Regions from separate parts of the Anas platyrhynchos genome. Here region 1 is linked to region 2. Evidence: chromatin contacts called from public Hi-C data. All regions are on one chromosome and are shown on one strand. Each heading gives the region's core, a stretch centred on a gene start, on an enhancer-like site or on the middle of the called end of the contact. The rest is flanking DNA. Distances are from core to core; before and after follow the strand shown. Region 1 holds the start of CMTM6 (CKLF like MARVEL transmembrane domain containing 6). Region 2 has its middle 6.0 kb from the start of CNOT10.

Region 1 (7,172 bases), core at 2,654-5,153, 52 kb after region 2:
TAAGGTATTTTTATGGCAAAAAGAAAATGAGAACTTGTTTCCATTTAGCCTGGTGGCTTTGGCTTCTTGTTTCCATTCAGTGAGACCAAGACTAGTTGGCTTCTGGCTTTGGCTTTGAGTTGAAATTTCCCTGACTACTGCTTTGACAGCAGTGTCAAGATGAAGACAAGATGAAGGTGTCACTAGAACTATCATGCAAAACAAACCTATGTAATAGAAGGTTATTTTCACAAAATGTAGAGCCAGTTAGTCCTTGTTCTTTTAGGCACCAAAGTAACCAGTTGGGTAAAACAATGGAAGGATGCTTGGAAAGGATACTACTTTGTTATCCTTTATTGTGCTTCGGTGCCCTACCTGTAGATGTGTTAGGTTTGTTATGACCTGGATTCTAAAAGGAATAACAGCGTGAGTAACTTCTAATCACTTTTGTGTGCCTTTAATGCGTTTAGTGTAATTGGGTCCAAGGTTTTAGTCTAGTACACAGAAAATTAGAGATAGTATTGGAAGAACAGATGATTTTTCATTGGAAAAAAAAAAAAAAAAAAAAAAAACAACAAAAAAAAACCACAACAACAATGTTTTGTGGAATACTACAAAAAATGCTATAAAGTAAATAAACCAAGTAAATTGCTTTGTATTTTCAGAGCTAGTTCTGTGTAGATAAGGAACTATTAGCCCCAAAATGAATGTTTGAGGGGGATTTTTACAAATCTTCCTCCTTCTCTCCTTCATGTTCCTACATCAGTTCTTTGAGTATACTGGTTGTAATAAGCTTACTCTATCAGTTTTAAGCTTGAAAAATTTGGGGTAAAAGACCACTTTCCTTCCAGACTATTCTTACTTTTCAGCTGAAAATATGTCAGTCTCTGAAATGTGTGTGTGATATCTGAGCTATATGGACTAGCTACCATACTACATACACTAACTTTTAAGTTTCTAGTGATACATCTGGAACTTAAGTACTAACCTGTTGGGTTGCAGTCCTTTTATGGGGAGCAAACTTAATTTGCAGTGGGACACCTGCAGCTGTAGAACCATTACTTGTCAAATACCTTATGGCTTTGTGATTCTCTTTATGCAGATAAATGCTGAAAAACAGTGACAAGAGTTAGCTTAGGTAAATGTGGAATACTGAGGGTTTGTTTTCTTGTGTCATAAGGGATGCTTAGACATAGTTATTAAAAACACTAATCCTTAATCTTCAGCTGTGTAAAAATCACACATTCTAGCTGGTCAGTATGAAGATAGGAGTTTGTGAATTCAATTGCAATACTGAGTCTAAAAATACAGCCTTGAGAGCAGAGGAATCTTCAGCAGATGCAACATGTGCAAGGCTTTTCTGAGTTCTTTGTCACAGTACTTACGTTATTCCCCTTGCTAGCTAGTTGTACCGTACTTAATGCTTGCAATACACAGGGCCAGAGTGACGAAAGAAAACTGTTAGATACCTGTGTGGGAATACCAGAAATGAGACCAGGAGGAGAGCTGTGTCTCCAAATGGCTGACTTAATTGTTCCATGGTGATGAACCTCATCACCCTTCAAATGAAATGAAGCCTGTCTCCTTCAGCTGTTTGGACTTTTAAACTACCCTCCCATTCCTATAGTTCCTTCTCTCTCGCCCTCCTTGAAGGAAAACAAAAGGGCACAATTGTATTTATGAACATGGGAAAATTGGAATATCAGTGTGACAAGTCAGGTCAATGGAGCCCTGCTGCTAATTTTGATTGTGAGGGATTTTGGTTTTAGCTTAATCTGTGTAAATCTGTAATACACTACGAAGCTAGTTCCAAAGGGTCACTGGGGCTTCACTATGAAAACAGGGATGCAGCCCTGGTCTGTGGCCACTATATTCCAGTGGCTGGCATTTACTCAACTGCTTCAAGGAGCTGAAGTCACACTTCTTTGTAAGTTTTTTTTCAGTGCAGCAAGGGGTGATAGCCATGTCATAAAACTATAATGTAATCTCCCCTAATGAGGTAGCTTTCTCAACTTAATAAGTATTGCTTTTTGGCCACTATGGTGGAGAAGATGCAATGAGGGAGAAAACTAGGTCACTCATCACTAATCTGCTTCCACCAACCACGAGCTCTTTGGTTGAATGGAGATGTTGTGGTAGTTTAAGATCTAACTCCAGGGTTGCCTCTCTGCTGCAAGCTCCTGCTTTTAGCTCTGGTTCTGCCATTCTGGCAGAGGTTGTGTGGGTAAGAAAGGCTTTGTTTTTGGAAAGCTCCATCAGCAGGTAAACAGAAGGAAGTAGATGCACACCTGGAACGGGATTTCCATTGCATCACAGGCAGGTAATTACAGTTATTTGCATTAAGCAGGCATGTTATGTATCGCAATTATTGTTTTGATCTGCCTTCCCTCTAAAGGAGAGTGAGGTACTTGAAAGACAATTCTAATGAAAAGGGTAAAGAACACCTTTAGTTTGTGTGCACAGCAGCATTTGTATGTTTTAACACAATGCCTGAAGTATTTTTAAGCTACCAGGCCCTACCTGGTCTCCTTTTCATTCCTTCTTTGTTACAGTTACTGGAACTTTGTTACTGTTTTGCTTTTCATGAATTCCCTTATAAATAAATAAAGCGGGCTAAATAAGCTAGGATTTAAGTGGCAAGCTAACCTTTATAATTCATGCATCATTGACATGTACTTTCTGGAAAAAGCCTGAACCGAAAAACCAACTCAAAGACAACAGTAAGTAGAAAAAGGTTGCAATCTATTTTATCTTTTCTTGACTTGGATAGTGTTTATATGACTCCTTGAAAAGCAAACTCAATAGTTACATCTCTGTTCATAATCTAGTAACGCTGCATTAAGACACTGGTAAAGATTCAGATGGGAACAACTGCGAATATCCCTAAATGCTAGTGAACACCTGAAAAGGAAAACTCACAATTTCTTCTATCTCCCTAAGCCCTGTCTCCCTCAGACCAAAGTACAGTCTAGTCACACACAAAATACTAGCAAGGAAGAAAACAAAACAAGGGAAATTCCTTCAGAAAAGAGATGCCAGCCTCTGTAATATAATCTTATTTATGGTGTACTAATGTGAAAAACAGCAATAAAGGCAAGGCAGACTCCTGAGTGGTAACAGTAAATGTTATGTGCCCAGCCCTGTGTTCTGGGGATGCTGCCAGCAGAACTGCATTAGACTCATCCCAACCCCAGGCAGAAGCTACGCTGCCCTCGTGGCAATACCTTGCTTATTTTACTGGAAACTCCCATGCCATGGGAATGGTGGGACTTGCCTTCCTCATTTGCCTCTGAAGCCGATTGCTGCAGCAGGCACTGTTTGTGGCACAAACAAGCCTGTGCTGCCCTGCCCAGGGGCCCTGCAGCGTTCCTCTCGCTTGTGTTTTCTTACTGGGAGGGCTCGTGCTTATGGCCTGCTGGTGAATGTTCAACACAGAGCACGAACTGACTGCTTTTAGCAGGGCCACCCCACTTTACCTGGCCATCCTGGTGGCTCTTGGCAGGCTTACAAAAGGCACTGGGGCTCCTGGGTGGCCGCATGCATCCTCCCTGCTCCTTGTGCTGGCTCTGGAAGAGAGATGGGGGCTGAGCAACCTGATCCTGAGTATGGGCTTCACTTAACCAGCGTGCATACAAAGCTGAGGTTAAGAAAATTGCCATTTATATTACGTTTGACAGAAACTTAAATAAGTGAAGTGTAGCCGAATTTGGCTGTGACGGGTGGTAGCAGTTCTGTGGCTGAGAGGTGAATAGTGTAGCAGCCCAAGGCTCTGCTCAGCCCCAAGCCGCCTCCAGCGCCCAGCACCAGCCCGGTTCCTCCTCAAGCAAGGCCGGGGACAGGGCCAGGCTGGCAACCAGCCTGCAGCCGGGAGGGACTGGGACCGCCTCCACCTTCCCCTTCCCCTTCCCCTTCCTTCCCTTTCCCTTCCCTCCCCGCCCTCCTGCCTCGCCCTTTTGCTTTCGCTTCTTCCCTTCAGCTTGGCGGCGGCCATGGAGAACGGGGCCGTGTACCGCCCGACCACCGAGCCCCGCTGCAAGGAGCCCCGCCGGCCCTGCGGCTGCACCCGGCACCGCCTGAAGGGCTGGAGGCTGCCGGCCAAAGTGCTGCAACCGGTGAGGCCCTGCCCTTCCCTTCCCTTCCCTTCCCTTCCCTTCCCTTCCCTTCCCTTCCCTTCCCTTCCCTTCCCTTCCCTTCCCTTCCCTTCCCTTCCCTTCCCTTCCCTTCCCTTCCCTTCCCTTCCCTTCCCTTCCCTTCCCTTCCCTTCCCTTCCCTTCCCTTCCCTTCCCTTCCCACCCAGCAGAGGCAAAGCCTGCCTTGTTGTTTGCTAAGCTGCACAAATCGGTAACTGAAGGCTGAGGTGGCCGCGGTGCCACTGCCTTTTGGGCAGCTTGAGGTTGTTTTGTGGTGAGGAACTAATGGGCTTGCTCCTTCTTCGTGTCCGGCTGCAGGGGCACGTGCTAGCACCGACCTGCTGGTTGTGTGCCTCGCATGGCTGAGGTTAAGCGCTGTGGCCACCATGGGTCCACTGCTCGGCATCCTCAGGGTTTAAAATCAGAGGCCATCCTCACAGAAAACATAGCGTACTCTCTTCTGAGGGCCTCGCTGGATGTAAACAGGCAGTAGAAACCTTTGTAAGGTTGTGGGATTGCTGGGTTCCCCTCATGTCACCCCCACAGCCTGACCATGAGTGCACCAAGCTGTGCCGTGCTCCACTGCCTCGGGGAGCACATCTCCCCCAGCAAACCTCCTGGCAGAAAGCACACCAAAACATGTGAGCTGGGTGGTGGCCGGTCTGGATGTGTGTGACACCGCAGTGCCTCACTTCGTACCGGGCAGCCCCACGCTCTCCTGGAATCGGGGGCTCATATTCTGCTTGCTTTTTGCCACACGTAACATTATTCCTGGATTTGCTCAGCACCGGGACACCGGATCATGCTCCTGTGTGTTCCCAGCCTCAGTGATGGATCTTCCCAAGCTTGCTGGTAGCGATGTGAGGAGCACTGGGTGCACGTACCAGCAGCGAGCAGTGAAACCACAGCGGCAAAGGGCAGCTGACTGTAAATGTGTCAGCAAACATTTTCCATCGCAGTGGCTTCTCAGTCAGATGTCTCATGCTGAGAGGAATCATAGGTGATTTCCAGCCTTTTCTTGTTAATTCGCTGTGCAGAAAAGAGGACGTTCGGTTTTTAAACTTTGGCTCACACAGAGTCAAAAGCCTGAAAGCTGAAGAAAGCAGTGCTGGTAATGCTAATGCTGCCCGAAGCAATGCTTTCTAAGACTGTTTAAAAAAAAATCACACCCAAGAATCCTATATTAAATATAACAGGATGCAAAATGTTACTTCATCTTCTGGAGATTAACAAAGATCTGCTGGATGTTGCTCCCAAACAAACAGATCGTTACAGATCAGTAGTTTAATGAAATAAAACAAACTATTGCATATGCAACTCTACTGGTGTAGCAATGTCTTCAACTGCTTACCTGAGCAGAGGCATTGTTTAAAAAGCTTTCTAGGAAGGAAAAAGGTAAGTTATTAAGGCCTGTCCTGACAAGGATGGGTAGCTGCTTGACAGGCTCCTAAAGAAGTAGCAGCTTATGGCCTATAACAGTCTTTCAATAAGAGGAAAAATAAAATTGAATTACAATCATTCACCTTCCTCACTTCCAACAGTTCCTCCATCCTTTTGTTTCACTTTACCAAAATGCACGGATCTTCAGCTCTTGGCCAAAGCACTTACAGCAAGCTCCAGAAATTACTGAAGGTGGAAGCCTCAATATTTCCAGTAGGAGAAAGGTTCCCGTTTTAGGAAAGCATTGGTTTCTTTTTATTGGCAGCCCCGGTGATGGTGGTGGTCATTAACATCTATTAGCCTTGTGTTAGAACAGTGATGGTTCGTTATTGTGGGGATTGCACACTGATAATCAGACGGGTGAGCTGCTAAATGGGAAGGTTTCGTGCTGGGAACACCACTGCTCTGTTTTAACAGGCCTGTTGGAAAATTCATTGATTTGCTTTATTTTTGTAGCCTTTCACTTCTTAAATTTACTTGAGAAACGTGACATTTGTGCAGAAACTCGCAGTAGCATCAGTGTCGATGCAAAGTTCCTGCTGGCAGAGGACCAAGGAAGTTATTTAATGGCTTGTGTGTGTTAGGGCACTTGGGACTCATCTGCATCCACAGCAATGCGGGGCTCTGCATGAGAGGCAAGGAAGGTGGCAGCTGCCTGTTTGTGTCCTCAGGTATTTCCTCGGTCTTTGGTGTGAAAGAGGCTCTGCCCTGAAGGTTTAGCTCTGAAGAAAATGAGGAGCTCCTGAGCTGTCCCTCTCTGCTCATTGCTCAAATAAACCCATAGTGAGATTCTGGGTGCTTGCCACTGGGAAGTTTCCACAGGCTCAGTGTGGAGACAGCAAACATAAAAATACAACAGAGCAAGCTTCAGCTGCTTCATGTAAGCCTGTACTGGTCTGCGCTGACCTACGCATGTGGCTGTGCTTGCAGAACTGGGAAACCGAAGAAAATGTAACAACAGAGCCCTCTCATGTTTATTTATAGAGATGTCAAGAAGCAAATTAACAAACCCAAGCAGAACTCTGCAGCTTATAGATGTGCAGCTGATACACTACATCAAGCAAAGTTCTTCACATCAAAGCTTTTTTAATGATGCACTCTTTTGCTATTCACCTCATTAATAAAAATTTGAATACTGTTGGAGAAGTCCCACAAAGGATGCCAGATCAGTCCTCCCTTCTCCCCCATTTTTTTGACATGAAATCCTTTAAAAGTACTCCTCAAATTTGATTTATTTTTTTCCTCCCACTCATTTGCACACTCAGTGGAGAGGTTTTTTTTTTCAGTTACTTAGACCATATTATGGTTACCTGGGCTTCTAAAGCCTTTTTAGGGCAGGTTGCCAAAAAGACCTTTATTTCCTTTCTGTTCTGCCTCTGGTGAAAGTGATGGCATTCAGCTCTCAGTGCTGATACAAGGAGGTAGAAATACAAATCCCAGAAGGGAGGGGGAGAAAAATATTCCTTGGGCATCTGCAGTAATCACTGGGTTAGGCGTGAGGGTTTCTGAGAAATTTGCTTTGCCAGCCAAGCACAAGAGAGAAGGGAAGTATGCGGAGGGCTGATTGTAATGTGTCAGTTTACCAACTCGTGTGTGCTTTTCCCTTTCTGAGATCCTGTTTAC
Region 2 (6,699 bases), core at 2,497-4,996:
AGATATGCTACAGTTTTTCTTCTATCTCCCCTCTCTTGGGTTAAAACCCTCAAAGCAGCACCCTCATTTACAGTTATAAAAAGATGAAATGATTTATTTAGGGCAGGAAAAGCTATGACTGGTGCTGTAATCAGATCCTGTTTTAGTTTTTCCACTATTTCTTTTTCTTCTTCTGTCCAATTCAATGTATTGGGTTTCTCCTCCAATAATTTGAGATATAATATCTTTGTTTTCTGTGCATATGCCTCTATCCGTAATCTGCAATATTCAGTTAAACCTAAAAATTCTCTTAATTCTTTCTTTGTTCGAGGGAGAGGAAGTTGCGCAATTCCCTGAATCCTTTCAGGGTTTATTCTCCATCTGCCCTTAGAGACTAGATATCTGACTTCTTTTTCCACATATTGTAATTTATTCTTAGATACCCTTAGCCTGTGTTCTCCTAAAAAAAAAAAATAAATAAATAAAAAAATCAGGAGTTCATTTGTGGCTTCTTTTACCTTTGATTTTTTCTACCACAAATATCAACAAATCACCTACATTTGTAACAACATCCACCCCTTCTGGAATCTGAAATGTTCCTAAAATCTTCTCCAATACTTGCCAGAACAAATTGATGGGATTCAGTGAATCCCTGAGGCAAAACAATCCATCTATATTGTCGTTTATGGACCATTTCTAGGTCTTCCCATTCAAAAGGTTTTCTAATAGTTGTTGATTCCACCCTTCTGTTTTCTGTTGTATTGTATATCTATTTGTGTATTTGGCCATGCTTTCATCATGAAATTAACCATTAAAAGCCCCTGTGCTACAGGGTCATCAGGATTCATTCCTGAATACCTTCTCATCCTGTCTCTAAGCCTTTCCAAGAAATCACTCAGTTTCATCTTTACTCTGCTGAACCTCAAAGGCTTTAATAAAATTCTGAGACTTAAGTACTGATTCTCTAATTCCTCTAAATACAATTTCTAACAAGTCTGTCATATTAACCCTATGCTGAGCCTTATTGTTGTCCCAGTTAGGGTCCACATTTGGAAATTTTTGCTCTGCTGGAATTACCCCATCTCCTGGAGGATGATCCCTTTCCCATTCCTGCATTGCTGCTCTTCTAATCATTCCTCATTCTTCCCCTGAGAATATCATATTCAGAATTGCCATCACTTCTCCCTGGGAATATAAATTGTGTCTCAGAAATTGATGTAATGGCTCTGCAAATCCAACGGGGTACTCAATGAGAGACTTCATTTCCTTCGTAAAATTTTGCACTTCTCCACTAGTAAGGGGAGCATTTACATACCCTATTTGTCGAGGTCCTAGCGGAACTTCCCAGAGAGGATACAGAGCAGCTTTGGTAGCATCAATAATGTTAGTATTAGGGAATGGAAAATTCTCAAGATCTTTTCAATATTATTCTAATTCTTTTACAAGCCTGGGGTACCTTCTGCCTCTAACTTTGTTCACAGTTCCTCTCTCTTCTTCTGGAGCAGCTTGGGGGTTACAAGGAAGATAAATTCTCTAAGGGGTCCCATTCATTATTTCTTCTCTCCTCTTTCTCTTCCTCTTTATTCTGAACTTTGCTCAAAAGCAAATGTGTTTCTTATATCCAACAAGCAGCATAATCTGATTCTTCTTCTGAAATTGGAGAATTGCTATTGACATATGAATTTAAGGCCTGACATACCTAGTCTTCATCAGACCCATATTTTGGCCAAACATACCTAGTCCTCATCAGGCTCATATTTTGGCCAAAATGCTGCAGTTCCTTTGTTTGGTTCCTTTGTCCAGACTAAAACACAATATTTAGCCATTTTCTTTCTATCTTTTCCCTTAGTTTTGGGGTTATTCTTCCAATTTCTTAGCATTCTTCCTACAGGACTGTCAGTAGGCACTACCTTTGGGGTATCTCCCTGTTCCCTGTAGGGTACCACACACTAACTCTCTGGTTCTAGAAAATGGGGGTGTACTGACGAGCACTTTACCATGCAAGGGGTACTGTACACCTATGGGTTTACCAGATTCCCTGGTGTACTGCCAAGCACTTTACTGTGCAAGGGGTACTGTACACCACATTTCCCAAGACTCTTCCCTTCTCTCTCTTATCTCACACTTTGTCTGTCTCTGGCCATGCCCCTCATGAAGCTACAGAACCGCGGATCAGGACTCCACACTCACTTCGTACAAAAGTATGTCTCAATCACACGTCACACGAGAGCCTCACCCAATTCCCAAAGCAATACTTAATATTTCTTACCTTGGTCTGTGCACAAAGTTACCGGGTCAATTCTCCAACCCAGAGTGCCTCCCTTCTCACAGTACTTCATGGATCTTGCTTCTTTAACCAGTCTCTGGCCCTCTGTCAGCTCTCCCTAGAACCACTGCTGTCAGTGCACAGGATCACTGAGATCAGTGGGGTCCCCCTTCCTGCTGCTGCAGTGACAGGGTCCTTGGTAGACCACTGGATCCCAGACGAGCTCCCAGATTGTGAGAAACACTTGCTGGCCAATAACACAGGCTTAAGCAAGGATCTCAGTGAAGTAACCTTTTATTCGCGATTGCAGTGGTGAGCATCTCACAAGCAGGAGAGCACTTGTGGACTCAATTTTCACACCTTTTATGCCCAGGTTCCCAACTCCCCTGGTTACTTATTGGCCAAGTACTACAGGTTCACAACCTATCCGATGCTTGTTACTAGTGTCATACAAACCTTATCAACCTTTAATTCTTCCCTTTGTTTTCCTTATCTTTTGCAACCCTCTATGCTGTTTTCAACAGCTTTTCAGCCTTTTGGTCACGTACACCCAGCCAGTGCTTTTCCGCTGAATATCAATCTAGTGCTTGTTTCCCCCCATACATTGTGCAATCCCAGGAAGCAACATGCCTTGCATTTCCTATGCTTATGTTACCAATTCCGATGAAAAAAAAAAAAAAAAAAAGAAAAAATTTTTGTTCCCACATCACACATCAGAAGGGCTTTCCCCTCAGCACTCCGGCACAAAATTTGATTATTTACCTACTGCTCATGCTGCAGTTTCATTTTTTGCCTGGCTTTCCTGAAAGAACCCATCTGGAGTTTCAGTTTGGTTTTGCATTAATCTTTTCAAAATATTTATTAGTTTGTGTGGATTATCTGCCTGGCTACCTGGAGTGCTGTTGGGGTGCTTATTGCCATAGCCATTAGGGTGGATGAGGCAGCATTGCGCCTGCGGCCTGCATTCCTTGTTGGATGGCTGCTTGGGCAGCAGCTTAACCCTGCTGGGAGCCCCTCATGCTGCAAGGCCACTGTCCTCTGGTGGGAAGGACTCTGATTAACATTTTCTATCATTGCCATTATCCTTGTAGTTAAAGTACAAGGTGTACAAGACAACAAGAGGTGAAAGACATGGGGTAAATGGCATTTGCAGTGTCTGGAGTAGTCATAAATATTAACGACTCTTAAGTGTCTGTAATGACTTGGACATACTGTAAACCTTGAAGCATTTCAAGACCCCCCAAGAGAGCTCTTTGCATGCCCAGCAGCTATGCACAGCTCTGGCCTGTCATAGGGACAGCGGACAGGCCTGGAGGAGCCACCTCCACCCACAGGTAACTGTGGGATGTGAAGCGAGGCTGTGAGCAGGGGCCTGGGGACCCTGTCTTGCTGTCCCTGGGGACACACGGACAGTCCACATTAGCTGCCACTCTGTGTACATGACTTTCCATCACTGAGCTCCCCCTCTCCTTCCTCTGTGTCAGGGCGGTTACTCTAAGACTCTGCTATAATTTTGTCATCTGTTAATATGGGAACAGTTTATTGCATTATCTTTCCAGATCTGTTTCTCCGAGACTTCCCTCCATCCACATCTATTCCTGCTGAACATCAGCTTGTTTTCTTCTTGCAACAGGAACCGTGGATCTTAGTAGATTCTGCATTATATGATTTCAACCTCGTTGCCAGCTGACAGCATTTGTCAAGAAAGACCAGGCTATCTAAAGCATACCACACCTGTTGCATGCCTGTTACACATTATATAAAGTTTAAAGGATGAAATCTGTCTCTAGGGAAACTGAACACAAAACTGGTTTGCTGGAAGCAGGATTTCTTACTGGTCATCTTGTCATAAGTATCCAGTTACTTTATTTTTCTTAACTCCTGTTTGACACATGGGAGAGGCACGGTTTGTAAGGAGTGGTGATACTTTATTTAACAAGGGAATACGGTTGGAAAGAAATAAGCACACATAAGAAATAAGACATGCCAGAAAGACACTATAAGAAATAGACACACCAGCTCTGAACACCTTTAAACTATCACAGCTTTTAAAGAGCAAATCTGTATGAACTGACAAATTTTTGAAAACACTAGTTTGGGAATTTCAAGATCAGGGTGATTTTTTTTTTATTTTGTAGTTAAAATTCAGAATATTCCAACTTCTGTTTAGTGATTTCTGTTATTCACGGCTCCTGCAAATCCTCTTCAATTTACCCTGATCTTCAGACTTTCTTATGGACATGTGTACACATATAGGAGAAAATCCTGCAGTCCATATATGTAAGCATTTTATTCCAAGCCTCTGAATTTGTTACATTTCTTTTGTGAGAAATAGCAGCTGGCCCATGCTGTTAGCCAGACCTGTATTAGACAATAACCGCCAATAAAGTAATAGCAAGCCCTCCTGATGTGTGTATATATTTACTAGTCTTATTAATTATTTATGCTGGTATATTCTGGTTTGGTAATCAGTAGAAACTACAAAAGCAAAAGCATTTTACTCCTAGTATAACCGTGCGTTCTCTCTGACTATTATCAAAACAAGAAAGTTGCCAAAAAGCCACCGTGACACAGTAAGAACGCCTAATGTGGACCCAATGTGAACATACATCTTCCTCTCTCAGGTTTGCTACTGGGTTTGTCACCAGTGCCAAAACGGCAGCCTGCTAGTTCCAGGGCATGCTGCTCCGAGATAGATGGGCACCACGATGAATTCACTGTTCCCTACTATACCTCTTCTTTGACAGTCCTGTCAAAGCTCATTCAGCTTGAAGCATGGCAGCACTGGTATCCAGCTTCTCATCTCTTCTACAACGTGACATCTAGAGGACATTCACAGTAATTTGCTTTATCCATCATGCTATGAATTTACTGCAGGGCTTCTGTACCTGAGGGGTACTTGCAGCAATTCTTGATATACTTCCTCCATTGTTTTCCCATGTCTGTGGCTTCTATTTCCAAAATCAAAATATTTATTCAATTTGTAAGGCACAGATATTTTTGCTGGCTAGTTTTTATTTTTTTTATTTTTTTACCTTTTATCAATATGGATGATTTTTTTTTAAGGAACGTGTCACAAGTAAAATAATTTTCCCCCTTCTTATTAATAATCATATCTTATTTGCTTATGTGGGAGTGAAAGGTACTGAAGGAAGGGAAGAGACACATGCCCTTTGTTAACATTGCAGTTCAAGCATACAGTCACGCAATCAAAATTGTTATTGACATTTTTCCTTCAAAAATGAATACTGTGATAACATCACTATATTACTGTAAGGGTAGGGGAAAGAATTTCTTGAATGCATGTACATCCAATTTGCATTCTGCCTGAGGTGTAGTAGATCTTGTCAAGTGAGCAGATAATAGAACCTGTGACTGGGCTCAGTAAGGCAGGTACGCCATCTGCTGTGGAAGATACTGAATAAACTTAAATATCCTTTGAGAGAATTAATAATTATAATAATAATAACAACTCTTTATATATATATATACATTTACTTCTGCAGGAAAGAAATAGTCCCAATTCAGGCTTTTAGCTGAAAGCTCAGTTTGAAAAAAAAAAAAAACAACAAAACAAGCATGGAACAGAGATGGGCAGATTCTTCTAGGTTTCTTCTGCTTATTTCTAGGTTATGCCAAAACAAGCAAAAAGGACCCAGCTGTAATTTGTATTGTCTAAGTGGAAAGGCAGTTTCAGAGGAATAAATCGTGTCTGCTTAGGGCCAGAGTGTAGTGCCAACATCTCACTCCTCTCCCATGCAGTACCCTCCTTTAGTACACAAGACTAATTAGGCCAGGGTTTCCTCTCTGATTTTGGCCTCACTAAGCAAGCAATTTTTCAAGACTTGCATACTCAAAGTTCTTGCACACTCAAAACCAGCAAGACAGCCATCTCCTACCCAGCCTTGCAGCAGCAGATAACCTCTCTGCTGCTCATGTACAAGCAAGACCTGTCTCATAGAGGAGAAAATCAGGATTTACAACATGCCCCACCACCTAGGAAGAAAAGGAAGAGCATAGCCAGCTCCAAAGGGAACTGTAAAAGGTACAGTTCTTTGCCCAGAAAAAAAAAACATATAGAAATCTGGGCAGCATTTTGTTTTCCTAGTAAATTCCAAAATACAGATCGTTTTATATAATACATCTTCTATTAATAGGGCTTCCCATCCCTTGCCCCTCTAACATTAAAAAGCGCTTAACCCCTAGGTGGCACTATTTAATAAAACAAGGCCTGTTTAGGCACTGTATTTTCCCCCTACAGATGGAGTTCTTATTTAAAATGTAAACTAGTGTAAATGCAAGTATGTTGAATGCAGCTATTAGTCTCAGTTTGGTAATCCTCTTTTTCTGAATCTATCTCTCAAAGCCAATAAAATACACTGCTGTGAATCTCATTTAAATACAGTATTTGTGCCTTCAGAGCGCTATGGAATATATTTCCTGGAAAATTATGG

Evidence for each region. A called contact is a pair of places that touch in the nucleus more often than the background predicts.
Region 1: a contact with region 2 is called in a Hi-C map of liver, with 1.7 times the contacts expected there. The contact joins the promoter of CMTM6 here to the enhancer-like site in region 2. A contact is called at or near these places in 2 of 8 Hi-C or Micro-C datasets (liver and subcutaneous adipose tissue).

The regions. Positions count from the first base shown.
Region 1 is chr2:116,473,314-116,480,485 of IASCAAS_PekinDuck_T2T, forward strand. It overlaps CMTM6 (CKLF like MARVEL transmembrane domain containing 6), which reads left to right and starts at 3,904. Exons shown (of 4, transcript XM_027451104.3): 1 at 3,904-4,091. The coding sequence starts at 3,969.
Region 2 is chr2:116,421,870-116,428,568 of IASCAAS_PekinDuck_T2T, forward strand. No RefSeq gene overlaps it. Among named protein-coding and RNA genes, the nearest start is that of CNOT10, 6.0 kb to the left of the region's middle. Within about 2 kb of position 3,747, at least 1 of the 8 cell types and tissues checked has an H3K27ac peak or open chromatin away from gene starts, as enhancers often do.